2 separate regions of the Callithrix jacchus genome follow, and region 1 is linked to region 2. Evidence: chromatin contacts called from public Hi-C data. All regions are on one chromosome and are shown on one strand. Each heading gives the region's core, a stretch centred on a gene start, on an enhancer-like site or on the middle of the called end of the contact. The rest is flanking DNA. Distances are from core to core; before and after follow the strand shown.

What was found. Hi-C and Micro-C count contacts between places; a contact is called where the count stands out from the background.
Region 1: a Hi-C map of induced pluripotent stem cells shows a contact between it and region 2, with 1.9 times the contacts expected there. The contact joins the enhancer-like site here to the promoter of FES in region 2. A contact is called at or near these places in 2 of 3 Hi-C or Micro-C datasets (induced pluripotent stem cells and skeletal muscle).

What each region holds. Positions count from the first base shown.
Region 1 is chr6:19,605,237-19,612,428 of calJac240_pri, forward strand. BLM (BLM RecQ like helicase) reads right to left here. Exons shown (of 25, transcript XM_078326814.1): 25 at 3,761-4,717. The coding sequence ends at 4,543. Among named protein-coding and RNA genes, the nearest start is that of FURIN, 45 kb to the left of the region's middle. Within about 2 kb of position 2,120, at least 5 of the 16 cell types and tissues checked have an H3K27ac peak or open chromatin away from gene starts, as enhancers often do.
Region 2 is chr6:19,545,884-19,553,037 of calJac240_pri, forward strand. It overlaps FES (FES proto-oncogene, tyrosine kinase), which reads right to left and starts at 2,368. Exons shown (of 19, transcript XM_054257241.2): 1 at 2,235-2,368; 2 at 1,633-1,851; 3 at 1,307-1,480. The coding sequence starts at 1,842. FURIN (furin, paired basic amino acid cleaving enzyme) reads right to left here. Exons shown (of 16, transcript XM_008998388.5): 11 at 6,958-7,061; 12 at 6,731-6,848; 13 at 6,442-6,621; 14 at 5,925-6,049; 15 at 5,704-5,814; 16 at 3,391-5,467. The coding sequence ends at 4,872.

The DNA.
Region 1 (7,192 bases), core at 870-3,369, 59 kb after region 2:
CCAACACTGCTCTCTCCTTCTCCCATGGTGTTTCCCTCCCTGCCTGTGCCCTGGTTGAAGGCTGAACCATGCTGGAGCTCTGCTCTGGCCAAGAAATGTTTGTGGAATATCTGACCAAAAGGCTGCCGCAGCCACCCTGGAGGCCAGACCAGGTGGCGTGTTTATGGTGCCGATGAGACACTGGGGCTCAGAGAGGCCACAGAGCTTGCCAAGGGCACTCAGTGGCTGAGGAAGGGGCCAGGTCCCGCCCACTCCAGACCTGGTGGTGACGATGGTGCGAGGGTGGATCCCTGTCCTGGTTTGCACATCCACCGTGCAGGCAGGTGTCTGCAGTGGGGCTGGCATGGGCCGACCTTGGTTTCCCTGGCGCTGACTGCTGAGCTCGCCTTTGGGGTTAGCAGGGCTAACTGCCTCCCGGTCACAGTGGCTCAAGGCTCCCACAGCGGAGGGGGCCACCCCTGCCTGAGCCAAGGCAGGGCTCTGGGCAGAAGTCCTGGTGTCTCTCGGGGTCTCTGATGTCCTTCCTTCCAGGTGGGGGTTTCAGGTCTGTTAATGGTGGCTCTCTCTTCAGACCCTTACTCTGCGTTAGCAGTTCCGGGGGCACCACTGCCACCTCCCGCCCCAAGGGTCCCTACTCCAGGTTTCACCCCACTGAGGAGGGTGTTCCTTGTGGGAAGCAGGGACCTGAGCTGTCTGCTCCACTCCTGGCCCGGGTATAGTGCCAGGGCCTGACCTTCATGGGGCCTTGTGGCTCCTGGCAGGGACTGAGTAGATGGGGCTGGGACAGGCAGACGCCTGTGGCCTGTGTGTGGGACCCATGGGGACAAACAGGCTCTCTGGGTGAACTCCCGCATCCTGAATAGACCCGAGCCAAGAGCCAGAGATGCCTCACCGTCCCTGGGGATTTCTGGACTCCAGTTCTGGCTTCCATCAACCTTCTTGTCCCATCCTTCTTTCCAGTGGTGACTCTGTGGGGCAGGGTCCACAGTCCACCCCAACCAGGGAGGGTTTTCTCTCTTCCTCTCCTGCCAACAGGGAGCTCGGTCCAGCCTGGGAGAGCCTTTCTGGGTGGGGGGACAACAGAGTGAGTGTATTTTGAGAAGCAGGAGACTTCTGCAGGCCGAGAGGCTTGTCCCAAAGTCCTGGGTCTGCCCTGCCCAGCTGCAGAGCTGAGCCCCTGCCTCCCAGAGGAGGCTGTACTCAACAGCTGGAGCACGCAGCAGGGTCTGGGCCTGGCTTGGGTCCCCTGGGTGTGCCCCGCCAGCTGGCTTCTGTGAGCCCTGGCTTTGAGGCCGCATGGGGCTGTGGCAGCTGCCCCGAGGGAGAAGTGGCTGCTGGAGCCCCTGGGGATTCCACCTCAGCCACCATGGAAGACCCCTCAGCCATTGTCTCTGCCCAAAGGCCTCTGCCAGCTCGAGGTCCCAGACTGGGGGGTCCCCACCAGGTAGCAGCTCCGAGCCAGAGAAAGAGCCGGGTGGGGACTCTGGGAGGGTGGGCCTCAGGTCTCACAACAGCTCCAGACTGCTGCAAGAGTGGGAGAAGCAGCAGTTTCTTAAGAAGAGCGAGAGGGCTTGGACCACAGCCTCTGCTTCCTCTTCTGGAGAAAAGCCGCAGCTCAGCGGTGCTGCCTGATAATTCTGCAGCCTCTGTCCCTGGAGTCTGCAGCAGAGGCCTGGAGTTTTGAGCAGGCGACAGCAGGTGGCCCCTGAGGCTCTGGGTGGAAAGTGGGGTTGGGGGAGGAGGGTGGACAGTTCAGGGAAAGAGCTCAGGTTCTTGATGCCACCGAACTTCTAGTCTGAGCTGGAGTACTTTTGAGAATGAAAGTGAGCTATGTTAATCATCACACCCGGACAACAGATGTAAACCGGACTCTCAGGGCAAGTCGAGATGTGTGTTACCCTACTTACCACCGCTTCCTAGCTGCGTGGATTTGGGCAAGTTACATAACCTCTCTGAATTCTGGTTTCTGCATAAAAAAGGCCAACATCCTGTGCCTGCCTCCCAGGGCTGTGGGAGGGATGGAAGAAGTCAATTTCCTGGGTTCCCAGAACAGCCCTTAGCACAGGGCTCTCTGTGCTTGTTCTCTTCCTCTGAGAGTGGTGGGTTCCCTGTTCCTGGAGGTGAGCAAGGGCCTGTCTGCCAGCGTTCTGCAACGTGAGGAATGTGAGGGCCTCAGCAGGGTGTGTGTGCAGCTGCAGAGTCAGAGTCCAGTCGGGCCTGTGCCCTTCCAACGGGTGACAGTGACTATGGGAGAGTCAGGCCTTCCTGTACCTCGGGGAGAACAAGTCCGTGATGAGTCCCAGGCTGGCCTTCCCTGGTGGTCTTGTATCTCCTCCTGCCCCAGGTGGTGGCGATTTGTGCCCATGGAGGGCTGCCAGCAGGGCCCAGCCCAGAGAAGCTTTGCTGTCACTGTGGATCTGTCTTTGGCTTCAAGGCCTTGGCATTGGTTCAGGGCAAGTTTTCCTGCTTCGTCCCTCCTGGGGTTGCACTTGGCAAATGCAGAGCCTTCCCTGGGGGGGGGGGTCCGGGAGGGCTGGAGGATGAGCTGGAGGAAGGAGGCTGCTTGCATTTTCTGTGTCTATTCTCGGGTCCTGAGAAACTGAGCAGAGCCTGTTCCAACCTAGAATGTTTTCAAGAGCTGGGTGTGGGCCTGGCTCTGCTGCTTGTGGTCATTTGAGTTAGGCAAGTCAGAGGTCTCCAGGCCTCAGGTTCCTTGTTGGGAGGCAGGGGTGAACCACCATCAGCTCTTCCCAGGACACAGGGAAGGGCTGTGGGTAGGGTGGGGCCCACACGGCCTCTGTGCTCCACCTTCAGGATCCACGCACGTTACCTTCCTCTGTTCCCCCACAGCCCTGGGAGCCCCTGGAGGCAGAGCTTGCAACCTTGAGGGCTAACTCATCTCCAGAAGGAACAAGGGGACGTGGTCAGAGCCCAGCAGTGGTGCGTCTGCACCAGAATCCACCCCCACCACCAAGGCCTGAGCTGCTGCAGCAGGTGGAATGATGTGTCCCACCAGATGCCCTGGCTGGACAAGCAACTCTCCAAGGTGGCCTCACACTGGGGACATTACCCCAGGGGTCTCCTTTCCACTCCTCACTGCCAGAAAAGGTTCTTCTGGTCAGAAGGACAGCCTCTGAAAATGTCAGATCTGGAAGGCAGCTGAGCTGATGGCACGCAGCCCTCAGCAAACTCGCCTGGCCAGTCCCCACCATTAAACGCAAAGCCAAAGCCCACAGGTGGCAGTTGAGGCTCGCGGGCAGCCGAGGAGGCAGGAAGTAGGTATGCTGCCACAAGTGTGGGTCCCTCTCAGCACTGAGTCCCCAGGGCTTCCTACCAACCCTCTCCTCACACCTGTGGCAGAGGCAGGGTCTCCCCAGCTACACCCTCCCGAGTGATGTCACAGGTAACATCAACAGGTAACATCACACGAAGGGCAGGCCAACGTGTGGCATTTCGCGACCTATGCCACTTCCTCGCTGCGTGGGAACCGGGCAAAGGTGACCTACAGCTAAGAAACACACGACTCCAAAAACAGGGCCACTGGAGTTCAGGAAAGAGAGGCCAAAATCCTACCTAAGATGCTGGGGCCAACCGGCCCATTATGGAGGATCCTGAAAGGTGAGGCCACCGCAATGCCAAAGGACTACAGTGACCGCCACTTGCTCCCACCCAAACCATCTGTCAATCACTCTCACGCCAACCCCAAATATTGGGATATTATCCAGTGTGGATAATTTGTAGGCAAAAAAATGCTTTCACATGGTTTTATCATTTTTAATCAGGGAGACTGACCATTTTCATGTTTGCGGAAGATGTGTATTCCTCCCACTCAGTTGCCCAGGCTGGAGTGCAGTGGCACGATCTCAGCTTACTGCCTCCTGGGTTCAAGCCATTCTTCTGCCTCAGCCTCCTGAGTAGCTGGGAGTATAGGTATGTGCCACCACACCCCGCTAATTTTTTAGTAAAGACGGGGTTTCACGTTGTCAGGTTGGTCTTGAACTCCTGACCTCATGAGCCAGCATGCCTGGCCATGGGCATGCGTATTTCTTCTGAGACGAGCCTCTTTGCATCCTTGGTCCACCTGTCCACTGGGATGTTTCTGGCTGGTTCACAGGTGTTTGGTAGATCATGGATACTACTCATTTGTAATATATTCTCTTCTCTTCTCCCTGTCATTTGTCTTTGAATTTTGCTTGTGTTGTCTTATACAGAAAGCTCGAGTTTCACATAGGCCCACATGTGGTTCTTCCTTTGGCTTCTGGGTTTCGTGCTATGCTCAGAATCTCTCGCATGGAGATGATTCAGCTGCTGCCTCAGACGTTCTGAGAAACAACGGCCACAACACTTGCGGTGGCAGGAAAACATGCTTATTCAAAAGAAAGTGTTTATTTTAAAAATAAGATCTATCGCCCCCCAGCATTTATTTAAATATTAATAGAGACGAGTAAAAATTTCAAATGGTATAACAAGAATAACAGCCTTCTAGTCACAGATGGTCAGATGCTGACAAGGAAGGGGTCTCTGTACATTGCGATTCGGTTGTTAGGCGAATGCATACGAAGGCTTCAGAAATGGTCTATTTATAGGCTTTGGTGGAGCCATAATCCCCAATTTTCTATTGGCTCCTGATGTTGCTTGAGAAGCATGCGAGGCTGAACTGGATCCAGCGATGCTGGATTTTGTTCTGGAAGACATCTTTCTCCGTGTGGCAGACCCCCTGAAATGTGACAAAGAAAAAATGAAAACGTTAAATTAAACCAAAAGTGAATGACCTTCCTCTACTTGCAGAGCTAAACAGGACTTTCCGCCTGCATTTTCTGCCTACACCCCCCCCAGATAAGGTAAGTTTCCTTTACCAAAGGGATCCAGAGCCACTGCCCTTCATACAAATTTTTCTTGAATTTCTCTTTCGGAAATGTTAAGGACTGTTTCTTAATTTCCTAACTTGTGACCAACCCACCGAACTCTCTCCACCCACACCTTCCCTGGCCTACACCAGAGGAACAGAGGTGCACGTGCCCTCAGCTATTCCGACCAGATTAAGAAAGTGAAACACCTTGTTGGAAGGCCCCAGCTCCCTGCTGGCAGGAGCCCCAGAGTGACTGGACTTGCACAATCGGGGGCAAGGCAGCTGTGGGGTGAGTAGGTGTGGGGTAGGGTGGGTGGCCAGGAGGGGCGGAGCTGGGGTCTTCCTGGCTCGCGCAGGGAGGCTGCAGATGCGGCTTCCAGGGGAGGACAGAGCTGCCTCATCCCGGGGTCTGGCCTGTCTGTCAGGGCCACATCCAGCAGCTCCCTGGCTCACCTGCCTACACCCAGAGATCCACCAGCTCTCCCTCCCACTCGCTGCCTTCTAAAGCCAAGGAAGACTCCGCCACAGCCGATTACCAAGTCCTTCCTGCATCACTTTTCTTGCAAACCTTAAGATAACGGTTCCCTTCCCACCCCTAAATGAAACAAAAAACAAAGCAGACTACAGGGCGGCATGTTCACAGTGATGACTGCAGGCAGCACTACCTACAGAAGCCACTCCCGCTGCTTTGTAACCCGGCTGAAGTCAGGCCCATCATGAGTTCCGTGGCACCAGGGCATGCAAGTAGCCTCCTGTCTGAATGGGCGGTACAGAGTATCAGGGCCACAGTCTGTGGGGGGTGACATTTTGGTGGGGCTCCATGACTTAAACTCTGGCTCCAGGGCAATTTTACTACAGAACTGGCAAAGATCTGCTAAACTGGCAGAGAGGCAGCCTGAAGTTTTCCTCTGCTGATTTCCTGCGGGGAAATTAAGCCTGGAGTGAAAACCTGCTGTTTATGTTGATTTACAGAATGAATCTGCCAACAGCAGCCTCCATTTCACCTGGGCCATCCATTTACTCCCACTCAGAGAGCCCAGAACACAACTGCTTCATTGTGTGTTGTTCTGAAGACGTAAAACTCTGAGGGTAGGGTGGGGAGGTGAGGTTGCTGGCAGAGAGCCACATGTATTCTTTCACTGCACAGGGACTCTCAATCTGGGGAGCAGACTGGGTCAGTGGAAAGGAGAGTGGAGCACAAAGAGGCTGCTCCAAGGGTGGAACAAAGTCACACAGGGCACTGGCTTTGGCTGGCAGTGCTTAAAAAAGAATCAAATCTTGGCCGGATACGGTGGCTCACGCCTGTAATCCCAGCATTTTGGGAGGCCAAGGCAGATGGATCACCTGAGGTCAGGAGTTTGAGATCAGCCTGGCCAATGCGGTGAAACCTCATCTCTACTAAAAATACAAAAATCAGCCAGGTGCAGCTGTGGGCACTGTAATGCCAGCTACTTGGGAGGACGAGGCAGGAAAATCGCTTGAACCCAGGAGGCAGAGGTTGCAGTGAGCAGAGTTCACACCAATGCACTCCAGCCTGGGGGACAGAGCGAGACTCCATCTCAACAAAAACAAGAAATCCCATCTTAAACACCAGGCTCATTGAAAACAAGCATGGAAATTGGTACTGGCTTTTGCAGGAGTGTGAACTTTAATGCTTCTTATCAGATCAGGTTCCAGGTGATGCTGCAAATCGCTTTACCCATACAAACGAAAGTTATGAAAATTAAATAAGGGAGCCAACAGCAGTGAGCACTGACGTATGGTTTGCTCTGTTCTAATAATGAGATGGGAGACCATGCGTTTTTAGGACTCTCCACAGGCCTGGTGCAGAAGTGAGTGTGCTCTGGGCAGGTGTGGGCAGGCCAGAGTCCACTTCTACCTTGGGAACTGAGAGCAGGCAGGGCTGGCCTTCAGTAAGCTCTACCCAGGCCAGGCCTCAGCAGCCTCTTCACAAGCCTGGGGTGTTGAGCCAGACGCCTTTTAAGGTCTCCAGCTTTGTGTGGGCTATTGAGGAAATGAGTATTTCCCAAAGCGGAGGAATAAATAACGAAAATAAGAAAATGTCCTCACTCAACATTTACTGATCACTTGCTCCTAAAAACCACAGAATTAAACGGACGTTTTCCAATGCCTTTAGTTTCTGTCCTCTGGCAGAAGGATTAGCACATCCAAGATGTTTGTTTATGGACTTAACAAGAAAATGGCAATTTGATAATGTCTGCTTTCCCTTCTCTTCCCCCACTCCGTTTTTGTTTTTTATTACCCAGAAGGACAAGAGGTAGAAAAACTGCAAGAGAAAACACAACAGCTTGCAAAAGTTGACTGTGGACTTTTTTTTGGTTT
Region 2 (7,154 bases), core at 1,118-3,617:
TCCTGCAAATTATATACTTGACAGTAGAAACAGATGAGAGCTGAGACCAGAGTCTCACCCCAGTTCTCCTGTTTATGTGCTGGGATACATTGGGCAAGGCCCCAACCTCAGTTTCCCCATCTGTAACTGAGCTAAAGACCTTGACTAAATTAGTCTTTTTCTTTTTTGTTTTCTTTTTTTTTGTTTTTTTTTTGAGACAGAGTCTCACTCTATCCCCCAAGCTGGAGTACAGTGGCACAATCTCAGCTCACTGTAACCTCTGCCTCCCAGGTTCAAGTGATTCTCCTGCCTCAGCCTCCCCAGAATAGATGGGACTACAGGCGCACACTACCACACCTGGCTAATTTTTGTATTTTTAGTAGAGATGGGGTTTCACTATATTGGCCAGGCTTGTCTCAAACTCCTGACTTCGTGATCCACCTGCCTGGGCCTCCCAAAGTGTTGGGATTACAGATGTGAGCCACCACCCCCAGCGGATCACTTTCTTTCCTAAATGGCCGGATAGTAAATAAATATTCCAGGCTTGTAGGCCATACCGTCTCTATCCTAATTACTCAACTCCGCCATTGTAGCCACCAACAGCATGAAAACAAAGAGGCAAAGCTGTGTTCCAGCAAAATCTGATACAAATAGGCTAACCCTCAAATTCGAGATATCTTTTGGGGAGAGGAGTAGGGCCAGGGCTGACACCAGGGGCCGCTGTGGGTCCATGGCAAGGCTGGGCTCTGCACTTGAGGAAGGGGTGTGGTGCAGGGAGGCTGACCCACACACTGAATGGGGGTACTGGGCTCCCAGATAAAGAGCCAGCTCCAAATCACACAGCCCCTAGACCAAGGAGCTGGTGGGAGTCAAACCTGACATCACAGCCCGAGTCCTTGGTCTTCAGGGGGCCATGCTGCTGCCCAGTCTCTGGGGCCATGTGAGGAGCCTGCCTAGGTCGAAGGCAATGAGACTGACCCTCTTATTCCTCTCCATGACTCTCAGAACCCGGGGCCAGGTGGCCCAGTGTGGAGGCAAGCACCGATTCTGAGCTTCTCATAGGCAAATGTCTAGCCACTCATCCTTCCATTCCCAGCACTTTGCCCAGGCACAGAAAGAGCACAGACACCTTGCTGCAAGCAAGCCCAACGTGGGGGGTGGGGGGCGGGGGGGTGGGGAGAGGAAGCTGCATCAAGGTTGGAGCAGGCCAGGCCTGTGGTCAGGGACTTCCACTTCCCCAGTGAGTCCACCGACTCTTGTGCAAAACCACCCCTTGGAGGCTCAAAATTTAGACAGAAGTGACCGAAGTCCTGTGCCGCCCACCCACCTTGGTGAGCTCCTGCTGCAGCTGCTGCCACTGCTCGCTGTAGGTCTTGCGAAGCTGCTGCCGCTCCCGGATGAGCAGGCTCAGCTTGCTCAGGGGCCCTGAGTTCAGGTCCTCTGCGTGCTGCCGCAGCAACCGGCTCAGGCCCTCTGTCTGGCTGGTGATCTCCGCCCAGGACTAAAGCACAGGAAAGGGGAGGCAGGGAGGAGGGGACCATGGCTCCCAAGCCTGGGCCTGCCAAATCTCCAACCGCTCCTCCAGAGGGCCCCCAGGAGAGGAAGGGGAAGGCAGAGCCAGCCAGCACCCACAAGAGTCCCGCAGAGGCCCACCTGGCTGATGGGGCTGTCCAGAATGCCCCGGCTCTGGCCCCCGCCGTCCTGCAGGGACATGTGGTGAAGCAGCCCGGCATATTCCCTGTCACTCTTGACCCGCTGGGCCATCCACTTCCTCATGCCCTCCAGGAGCCGGAGCTCAGCCTCCTGCATCTGCTGCAGGACCCCATGGCCCTGGGGGCTGCACAGCTCCGAAGAGAAGCCCATAGTGCGGGCCTGGGGACAGAAAGGGGGCTAGCCGTCAGGGTGAGGCAGCAGCTGGAGACGCAGGCGTCGGACGAGGAGGCTGGGACTGGAGGATTGGGATGGACTGCAGATGGGGGAAGGTGGAGTCCTGCCTCGTTCACACACAGCCGGGGGTACACAGCAGCAGCCTGGCCTGGTCACTGGCCCTCATTGCTTCCCGAGCGCCAGAGGTCCCCTCCCCCATCCAGGAACAGGAGCCAACCTGGATCCTCCCTCCCCAGGCCCTTCCACCCACCACCTTTTACAGGGACACCCTCTCCCAGGTCCTCGACAGGCTAAGCCTGCACCAGCTGAATCCTCAGGCGGCTGTGAGCCCTGCCCCTGCGGCCATCCCGGCCTTCCGCGGTCCCTACCCGTACCCGGTGCGTCTCCGGCCCTCAGAATGCCCGCCTGGCCCCTGCCCGCCGCGCCCCCCCAGCTATTCCGGGCCCTGGGGCTGGCGTTACCCGCGCGGGCAGCTGCTCCTGGGGCGGCCTCGGACAGACTCAGGCCCGGTGCCGACCCCGGCCAGTTCCTGATTCCGCGCTTCCTCCTCCGTGGTTTCAGTTGGCCTCGGCCCTGGGGCGGGCCTGGAGGGGAAGGGGCGGGCAGGAGCTGCTCGACGGCCTCGACGCCTGCCAGCCCCCCTGCTCCGCGCTGGGCCACAGCCTCCAGCCGGCTGCGCGGCCACGGAAACGGAAGGGAGGAGGGGGCCGGGAAAGAATGGCTCAGCTGAGCGCCGCCTGCGCCCTGCAGCCCCTGGGCCCCGTAGCGCCCCGGGAACACCGGGAAGGGGCGCAAGGTGGGGGCGGCGTTGCAGGGCAAGGCCCCAGGCAGATGCTGGACCCAGGGAAGCCGGGGGTGTCGGTGGCTGAGGGGAGGCGCGCAGTCCTAGCACCAGGCCTGGGCCACCGCAGGAGAGGACCAGGGAACCCTGGGCCAGCTCTCCCCACCTCATGGTATTCCCTAAGGAGAGGCTCAGGCGCCAGCTTCTATTTGAATAAAATTTCCAAGTAAATATCCCGAACAGAGGCTGCTTCTCAGGGACAGGCCCTGGTGGCTCCGACTCCATCCTCCTACCCCCAGGCAGGGGCTTCCTGTCCTAAGGGAGGCCTAGGGCATTCAGAGGGCAGGGGCTGGTGGGTGGAGAGGTGCAGAGTTTTCCATGTGGGACTCTGGCTTCCCCTAGCAAGTAGTCTTGGTTCAGCTAGGCCCCCGCTTTAGGCCTCAGCCCCATAGCCCTGGCAGCCAGGTCACTTCAGCCCAGGAAGGCACAATATGCCCAGTTGCTCTTCACACTGCTGGAGACAAGTCCTTTGGAAGTGCTCTCTGCTCAGCTCCTAAGGTTCAGGGGTCACCGGCCCCACCCCAGGGGGCTGCCTCCTTCCACTAGGGCTGGTACAACCTCCAACCCCTTGGAGGACTTTGGCCGTCTGACTCAAGCCCACATCCAGGCAGGCTGGCCACTGCGAAGGCCTAACTGGCCCCCAGCCGCCATGAAGGGGCAATGGTACCACACTGGAGACTGGCCCTGGTTTGCATAGTCTGCACGTTTAATCACTTTAAAACCTCTAACATTATCTCGTGTCCATTAAATAGAACCAACAATGCTGGGCCTGTTTAAATTACAAGAAAAAAATCACTGTGCACCAACCCAGTGTCTTACAAAACCAGCCGGGCTGGCCAAGAGGGTGGGGGGATGGGAGGAGGGGGCACCCCTGGGCAGGTGGCTGGGTACCAGGAATGGCTAGGGGAAAGAAAAGGGGGCTCCCAGGTTGGAGGGGACTGATTGTCCTAATGGGAGGGGTGCAAAAGGCACGTCAGAAGAGGGGTTTTGGGGGGCTTGCCAGGTCAGTGCTTTCTCCACCAGGGCACAGTGTTGAGGGGGCTGAGTGTCACCACCTGCCCACCCCTGGCACTTGGAGAGCCAGTGACCTCTGGGCCCTTGGCTTGGCGAGCCCCACTTGAAAACAGATGTTAGCCTGCCCTCCCACCAGGGGACCCCCTTTCCTCCAGCCCACCTGGCTGGCCTGCCTCTTCAGGACTTGGGGCTCAACTTTTCCTCACTCCTCAGAACATGCTGCAGCCCCCACAGCTCAGGGCCAGGGCAGCCAAGGAGGAGCATGGTGGACGGTGGGTGTGAGAAGGTGGGTAGTCCAGCTGCTACCCCCATTAAAAATACAAAACAAATCATCAGCATCTAAAGTGAAATCATCACAAAGTGAAAATATATCCTCAAACAGCCCCTGAGATCCCCACAGGGGAAAGCAGCATCGGGTGGGAGGCCAGAGAGGCTGGCTGGGCCACCGCCCCTCCCCACCACCCACCCAGGGGCTCCAGGTCTGTGAGTGCCAACAGCTCAGGCAGCCCGGGCTCAGAAAACAGGGACTTGGGCCCCAACCAGAGAGGCGGGTGCAAGAGAAGGGAGGGTGGCGAGGACACCAGCACAGGGTTCTGACAGCTTCCGCCTTAGCTGTGCCAACCTGGCAGCCAGTGGTTGTGGAGACATGGAGCACAAGGTGGGCCAGGGGACACTGGCCACGTGCACACCCAGAGGCACCTGCCTTGCCTTGGTCCCTTCCTATGATGGCTGCTGCCGCCAAGACTCACTAGAGCTAGGGGACAGGGTGGAGGATGCGAAAGCCCTTGGAGAGGTGGCCTCCTCCCACAAATGCCTCCCAGGCCAGCCTCCCAACTGCCTGGATGGGGACCATTATTGCTTTAGAGGGACAGGGAAGGGCAAGAGCGGTGGCCTGGGTCAGGAATCCCAACAAGCAAGGGCTGCCCATCTTCACTCCGCAGGAACTCTGGCTGTGGCCGGGGCTGGCTGCCCTGAAGGTTTCACTCCTTTCTCCACATGGAGGGGGCACTGAGGGTAGGATGGGAAGCAGTCTCCACCCCTCTTGCCTCCCAGCTGGGGTCCAAACCCAGTCCCAAGATAAAAAAATACTTTGGTGAATTAAAAAGTGCCCAAGGAGGGGATTGGCTTGAGGGGGTGGGCAGTGGGCTCATCAGAGGGCGCTCTGGTCTTTGATAAAGGCGGTCCTCTCGCCCCGGCCCTCATCCTCTTCTGAGTCGGATGGACACTCCTCCTGCCAGGCTTCAGGGGGCAGCCCCTTATAGGAGATGAGGCCACGGTCCATGGTGTACACCTTCACCCCCCGGAAGCTAAAGCCAGAGCGCAGCTGCAGGACCAGGAAGACAGTGACGAAGACCAGCACGATGAAGGCGCAGCTGAGGCCGGCCACCACCTCAGGCAGGTGAGAGGGCAGCAGGCCTGCCCGCAGCCGCGGCTCCTCCTCCACCTCTGGGGGCAGCCGGGGTGGTGGCTGCTGCTCTGGCGGGGACTCTCGGCTGCTCTGGCTTTGCCGGGAGCAAGTTTGCTCCACAGGGTCCAAAGAGGCGTGGCTGGGGCAGCTGAGGCAGTCTGTGGGGGCCGGTCCCTGGCATGTGGCACATGAGGCATGGCAGGGGGCGCAGATGCTGGCCCGGATGGTCTCCACATCATTCTCGGTGCTATAGTGTGTATCCAGAACTTGGGGGGCAAAACCTGGAGGGCAGTGCTGCACGCAGCTCTTCTGGTGCAGGGAGAAGCCTTCCTCACACACTGTCGGCGTAGGAGAGAGGGTGAGTGTGTGTCAGCTACAGAGACTGTAGCCATAGGGCCACAGCTGCCCCAGGGCAACTCACCACACCCCCAGGCTTCCCCAGCCCCAGGACTGTGGTTATCCCAAGCACCCCAGGTCTCTTGAGACCTTTTTCTCTTAAAGCTGGGATTCAGGACAAGCACCCGCCTTCCCCCTAGACTCAGGCCCCCAAAGCCCAACAGTACCCACTACTGACCCACACAGGCCTGGCTGGATGTGAGGGTCTTGCAGCCGCTGCTTTCAGGAGGTACAGGCAGCCCCTCAGGAGCTGTGCCATAGAGCACGAGGGTGAACTTGGTCAACGTCCCTATTCCAGAGAGGGAAGTAGGCAAAAGTGGGATAGTGCTGGCACCATGCCCAGCGCCCCAGGTCCTGCCAGCCCTCCTCGTACCCCTGCCCCTCAAGTGCCCCCAGTACCATAGTTGTTGGCTTCACTGGTGTTTTCAATCTCTAGGATCCACTCGCCAGAGGGATCTTCATCCCAGGCGTGAGTTGTCATGAAGGCCCAGTCATTAAACCCATCTGCGGAGTAGTCATGCGGCCTGGGAAGGGGGGTGCCACAGCCCTCTGAGGCCTCTGGGGGACCCCAGGCCAGGGACACCTCACCCACAACACACAGGACACACACCCTTTCCCCACACAGACCAACCCCACGGGGCCGGAAGCGCCTGCTGGCTTGGCTGTTTCTCAGTGAGCCAGATGTGCTCAATGGGGGATTCTAGAAAGGTACAGGCACCGGACAAGGTGGGGCACACTACAGACGTTAAATGGGGGCAAGCCAGGGATTCCTGCAGCCAATAACGGTCCCCCGGGACAAAGCTGTCCTTCCTGAAATGTCACGAGTGCCCCCTGGGCCATGTGAGTGAGCGAAGGCAAGTCTGCAGGCTGTGAGGGAGGTGGCGCTGGGCAGGGCGGGCAGGGGCAGAGCAAGCACCTGGCTGCCAGCAGGGTGGAGCGGGTGCCCATGGGGCTGACCAGGTGGATGGCCAGGTCGCCACGGCGATTATAGGACAGTGTGAGCCGCGCCTGAGCGTGCTCCAGCCGGGTGATGTGGTTGGGCTCGCCCAGGCAGGCAGTCACAGTCTTCCGCACCTCGAGCCGCTTCCCGATGTCTCTGTGCAGGAGAGCACTGTGAGGGTCAGCCAGGCCTGGAGGGACCAGCGGGTACCCCCTGCGACTCTCAGGTCCCACCGGCCCCCTCCCAGCCAGGGGCCAGCCCTCACTTGGGCTCGGTGAGGATGTCAATGATGCACTTCCGCTGGGGGGGCACTGTGGTCCAATTCCGGGCCAGGGCGACCATTGCGCCTGCATCCAAAAGCCCGTAGCCATATGAGTGGCTCACTGTGGGGACAGGGAAGGTGGGGACAGGGAAGGTGGGGTCAGCGGGGGGCACAGAGGGCCTTCCACCGAACTCCACATCCCGCTGCCAGGCACTGCAGCCTGCCCTCACCTTTCCGGCCTACGCCATTGGTGGCCCAGTCGTTGGCGTTGAGGTGGGCTGGCTTCGAGGTCTGGACCACCAGGTGCTGCATGTCCCGCCATGTGAGGTTCTTACTACAAAGAAGGGAGAGGTCAGGGATCAGTCTGTTTTGAGAGCGGCACAGAGAGTGCCAGGAGGGACAGGGTTGCCCCCAGCCCCCACCCACT